Regions from separate parts of the Mus musculus genome. Here region 1 is linked to region 2. The links are chromatin contacts, called in public HiChIP or PLAC-seq maps. All regions are on one chromosome and are shown on one strand. Each heading gives the region's core, a stretch centred on a gene start, on an enhancer-like site or on the middle of the called end of the contact. The rest is flanking DNA. Distances are from core to core; before and after follow the strand shown.

What was found. HiChIP or PLAC-seq counts read pairs in DNA pulled down with a chosen protein or histone mark.
Region 1: an H3K27ac HiChIP or PLAC-seq map of the HPC-7 cell line shows a contact between it and region 2, with 5 times the contacts expected there. The contact joins the enhancer-like site here to the promoter of Rcbtb2 in region 2. A contact is called at or near these places in 10 of 484 Hi-C or Micro-C datasets (CD4 T cells, bone marrow-derived macrophages, embryonic stem cells and 2 more), 14 of 115 datasets of contacts at active chromatin or transcription factors (CD8 T cells, the HPC-7 cell line, the SCID.adh cell line and 10 more) and 4 of 9 other capture datasets (adipose tissue, bone marrow-derived macrophages, liver and 1 more).

The regions. Positions count from the first base shown.
Region 1 is chr14:73,174,606-73,177,305 of GRCm38.p6, reverse strand. Rcbtb2 (regulator of chromosome condensation (RCC1) and BTB (POZ) domain containing protein 2) reads right to left here. Exons shown (of 15, transcript NM_001170694.1): 13 at 172-311. Among named protein-coding and RNA genes, the nearest start is that of Gm52109, 9.5 kb to the right of the region's middle. Within about 2 kb of position 1,310, at least 123 of the 459 cell types and tissues checked have an H3K27ac peak or open chromatin away from gene starts, as enhancers often do. A contact at or near this core is called in CD8 T cells, the HPC-7 cell line, bone marrow-derived macrophages and 4 more, where this site is marked.
Region 2 is chr14:73,141,190-73,143,889 of GRCm38.p6, reverse strand. It overlaps Rcbtb2 (regulator of chromosome condensation (RCC1) and BTB (POZ) domain containing protein 2), which reads right to left and starts at 1,380. Exons shown (of 15, transcript NM_001170694.1): 1 at 1,297-1,380.

The DNA of each region.
Region 1 (2,700 bases), core at 61-2,560, 33 kb before region 2:
CTGAGAAAAGGCAAATGCTACATCCAAGGACCAAAAAGAGAAAAGCGCAGGCTCAACATCACCAGAAGAGCTCCTGCAAACATCGCAGTGTCTGTCTCCTGGCCTGGAAAGAAGCCACCTTCCTAATTATTCAACATTTGCCAACTTGGTGGTAAGGTCTCTGATGATTACCTACTGCCTCCTCAGGAGATAGGCTGATGTTATCTGTGTATAGATACTCCAGGAAAGCTCGGAACACAGGATACGAAAACTCGCTCATTTCTACAATATCGTCTTCACTGTCTTCTAATGAAGAACGAAAATGTTCACACCTGAAAGAAGAAAGGAAGATCATAGCCCAGGTTCTAGACTGGAGTCAAGGGACTACCTGAGGACTTTCTCTTGAAGCTGTATACCTTTCCTGTTTGCTAGTCTGTCAAAACTTGGTCCCAGGGTAGCAATAATAGGAGGTGGTAGAACCTTTAAGAGGTAGGGTTAGAGAAGGGAACTTAGTGTGGGGTCTATCACTGGGGCAATGCACTGAAGGGGACTTATGGAGACCAAGCTCCTCTTTGACCCCTGATTTGTGACAGTAGTAGGGTGGTTCCAGTAGGCAGTTCCCACCAAGATATGGTGCTTTTCAGGAGGCCCCAAACAAAACCTCCAAATCAACCCCAAGCCAGGGTAAGCTTTCAAGCTGGAGTTACAGTTCAGCCGCACCAAGTAAGCAAATAACCTTTATGTCAGTTACTTATCTCAGGCATTTTCGTACAGGCACAGAACACTGCCAAAAACCTTGTCATTGCCTTGGCTCCTTGCTTTTCAATTGCCTAATCGGCAAGACTGCAAATGCAGCCTGCTGCTGCTGCTGCTGCTGCTGCTGCAGGTGGCCCAGGCATCTGACTCTACATTGCAGCCTACTGCTGCTGCTGTGGGCGGCCCAGCAGCTGACTTTACAATGCAGCCTGCTGGACTGGGGGAGACGGGGGATCTCTGGCCTCCTTCTCACACTGTCTTTACTGATAAGTATTGTTTTTATAACTGATTAATTATGTCTCTTTACTCCATTCTGTCTGAATTATGTCCCTAAAAGTTCCTAGTAACCGACAATGTGAACTTATGTGAAGACAGGCTCTTTACAAAAATCATCATAAGCCAAGTCACTGTGGTAGACCCCAAGGCAATCAGACAAAGGAGAAGCCTGGGACACAGGCAGACTCGGAGAATGCTACGTGTCATGCCTCAGAAAGAGGAAGATTGCCACAGACCACCACAAGCTCAAGTGTAGGCCTGGTTCTTCTCCCTGCCTCAGAGAAAACACCATACTGCTCATATGATAAAGTGCGTTGTCATGGTGTAGGCTGAGCGTGTTCAGTGTTTGCTCTGTCACAGTAAACTAAACCCCCATTTCCTTCGTGAAAGTAGAGGCTCCGTGGTGAGAGTGAACCAGGTGGCACTATGTGACCTTTCAGAATGGGAACTTGAGACCAAAATACCATATTGGGTTTCTGAGTCACGGAAAGAGGGTTTCAATATCTTTGACACAGTGGCAACACAGTCCCAGATCATCATGTTAGGAAGGAAAGAGGCAGGCAGGAAAGAAGAGATGCTATATAATTTCATACATATGAGCTTCTAGAACATGCGTAGTGTGTATGAAAGGAAAAAATCATTGGCTGCTCAGTATGGGACTTAGGATCTTTGGGGAAGGACAGATTTTTCTATCTGAAGGTAGGGTGGTGGCTTCATAGACTGTGACATGGAACAAAGATAAGGTGAATATCATGCACTGCTCACATAAATAAATGTAATTTATTTACATTTATAAATGTAAATGTAAGAAGTGTGATTTAAAACATTTTTGTGTTGGCATCACCCAGGTCCTTCTTGGTCTGGAAAAACCACTTTTTTTTTTCTCCAGCATGGCTGTATCCGAATCCAGCTGTGTTCAGGACTGTCTGTAGGGCTGTCTGCAGGGCTGTGTTCAGGGCTGTCTGCAGACCTGTGTTCAGGGCTATCTGCAGGGCTGTCTGCAGGCCTGTGTTCAGGGCTGTCTGCAGGGCTATCTACAGGGCTGTGTTCAGGGCTGTCTGCAGGGCTATCTGCAGGGCTGTGTTCAGAGCTATCTGCAGTGCTGTGTTCAGGACTGTCTGCAAGGCTGTGTTCAGGGCTGTGTTCAAGACTGTCTGCAGGGCTGTGTTCAGGGCTGTCTGCAGGGCTGTGTTCAGGGCTGCCTGCAGGGCTGTGTTCAGGGCTGTCTGCAGGGCTGTGTTCAGGGCTGTCTGCAGTGCTGTGTTCAGGGCTGTCTGCAGGGCTGTCTGCAGGGCTGTGTTCAGGCCCCAGGCAGTAAAGTTAAATCAGAGCATCTGGCTCTGTTCCAAGGGCAAAACTTATTTATTCAGCACTAAGCTACAGCCAGAACTTCCATGGCTTATTCCCTGAACAAACCCAGTACTTGTGGCCCACCTTGCCTTCCACATCTTGTCTCATTCCCCCACTCCTACCCCATTGACACTGTGTGCTTTAAGGGCACAAACAGCCTCATCAGAGCTGCCTCTTAATTACTCAAGTGTCTGGCACAGTTCCCTTACTCAAGAGTCAGGATATCTGAAGTGATTGATAAATGAATTAATTTCACTCCTCAAAAGAGACCAGCTCTTACGAATTATTTTAAACATCTATTTAGTGTGACATACACCCACAACAGCAGGCATGTAGAGG
Region 2 (2,700 bases), core at 131-2,630:
GGGTGTGCAAGGGAGCAGCACCTCGGTGTCCTCTGCTACAGTCCGAGTTAAATCTTTACCTTGTAAAGAAAGGCAAAAAGGCGGCTGGAAGCCTAGCTTCAACTCAGGCGGAAGTTCCATCGCCGCCAAGAAGGGGCATCGGGAAAAGTTTTTCACCTCTAAACTCCTCCACTTCCGGCCTCAGCAACGCCCAAAGGACTGAAAACCCTTAGGACAGCCAGGCCTTCCCAGCCATCCCTCCACTTCGGGGACCAAAGGCCTAAAGCGTGTGCCGCCATGGGGTCGGCGAGGCGGCTGCGGGCGGGAAAGAGCGGAAAGTCCTGGAAACGTCACCGCTAGCTCGCGCCGCGTGCACGGGAGGGTTGGAGACACCAGGGGCAGGGGTTCCCCCAACTGGAAGCGGGAACCCCACAGCCGTGGCCTCGGGGCGACGCACAAAACGGACCCCGGGCTGGGCCTGCGCGCATGCGCACCGCTACGCGGTCCCAGGGCCCGGGAAGGGACGTGAACCCAGAGCTACCCCAGCGACCTGGTCCACGGGCTCGCGCGTGCGCGCCGGGCCCCGGCCCGGGTGGGTTGGCGCTGCGCCCTGCCCCCGCAGCGGCTGCGCACCGGGCCGGGCGCAGGGTGAGGCCTCCGCCTGGCCTTCGCCCCCGGGACTCGCCCGCCCACCCGCGCCTGCCGCCCACACGCAGGCTTACCTCCGCGCCGCGCGTCCTTTCCGCTCCCCGGCAGCGGGGACTGCTCGCCCGGGGCCAAGAACAGCAGACACTTGGCGCCTCCCCCTGAAGCGGCCCGGCCTGGCGGGCTGAGCTCGAGTTCAGCCGTGCGGGGAGGAGGGGGCCGCGGGAGCGAGAAGAGAAACCAGAGGAGGAGGAGAGAGTTCAAGGGAGCGAGGGAAGGGGAAGGGGACAAAGAGAAGGGAGGGGGCTGCGCGCTGCGCCCCGCCTCCCTCCTCGGCCGGGATCGGCGACCCTGGCCTCTCTGGGGACCCTGTGCTGGACCCCGCTTTCTAGCTTAGTGCCCCGATTTCGGGGAAGCTGTGTCTCTCTGGTTTTAGGTCTTACATTCAAAGGCGCTGGTTTTCCTGCTTGCTGCGAAATAAGAGGCTAATTGCATTCTGTGCGCGCTAGTCCAGTCTTAGCAACTCCATCCAGGAGGCCCACCTCATTGTCTCTTGTTTGAGGGCCCAGAGAGCTGTCCGACTTTAAAATGAAGGAAATCCTGTCACCTGGGACGATCTGGAATGAACCTGGAGGATGTTAAGCAAAGTAGACATACAGCACAAATACTTACGGATCTCATTAAGGAGCACTGAAAAAGTCAAGTCGCACCAACAGAAAGTAGAGAGGTGGTTACTGGGACTAGGGAGAAGGGAGCCTGTGGGGCTAGTGATCAAATTTCAGTTAGGAGGAGCAAGCTCAGAAAGAAGGCTGCTATGCTACATAGTGGCTACAGTTATGAGCAGTGTGCACTAGAAAGTCCTAAGAGAAGAGATAATGTTATGGCTTTGAAACAGGGGCTCTGTATTAGCCCAAGTTAGCCTCAAACATCGTAGCCTCCATCCCTCCTCCTCTTGCTTGATCTTTGCCCTCACATTATATACATACATTAAAACATTGTGCTATATATAATAAATATATACACATATATATGTATGTGTTTATATATATATATATATACACACACATCAGTTTAGGGGAAGACAATGGAGATTTGGGTAATTTGCCTTGGGCCATATGATTAGAGATGACTCAAATCCATCTCTTCATTCCACAGGGCTTCTTTTACCTCTTGACCATGTGGTTTCTTTCCAAATGACTTTAAAAAGTGGGTCAGATAATGAAGGCCTTAGCAGTGTAACTGCAAGCTGGGTCACAGGATCCACAAAGGGCTTTTTGGAAGAGGCGGGCTTGATCCCCTCTTTGTCTTGAGCAAGTTCACGGTTCCTGAGGCTGAAAGTTCAGCTTAGGCTAAACAACAGTCTGTGAACTTATTATAACAATGGGCTGGGCTTAAAGAGAAAAGAAAATGAAGTTAGGACTAGATGTGGAAGGCCAGAAAAAAGTGTGAGGTTGGTGTGTCACGTAATAATTTATGGGCCCAAAATCTTTGCCTTTAAAATAGAGCATTTTACTGTTTAATATCTCACAAAGCATGTTGATAAAACCTGACAAAGATGACATATTGTTTTAATCCTAAATAAAATGTCATCAAATAGGATCCAACAACAAATACCATGATCAATGCAGGGATTGTTTCAGTGGTATAAATATGTTACAATGTAAGAAAGTTAGTCTTATAAGTAAGTCAAAGAAGTAGGCATGTTTTGGTTAGCCATTTAAAGTGATAGAGAATTCAACAGTCCTTTTGTTCAAAGTAAGTGGCTATATTCACTCAATAATAAACCTCTTAAGAGTATATCTAAGCCCGGGGTGGTGGCACACGCACGCCTTTAATCTCAGCACTCGGGAGGCAGAGGCAGGTGGATTTCTGAGTTCGAGGCCAGCCTGGTCTACAAAGTGAGCTCCAGGACAGCCAGGGCTACACAGAGAAACCCTGTCTCAAAAATCCAAAACGAAGAAACAAACAAAACGAACAAACAAGAGTATATCTAAGAAGTACAGGGATACAGTTGCTGCATCCCCATGGTACCCTGGATGGCATATGATGACGATGGACCAAGAGACCTGAAATTGA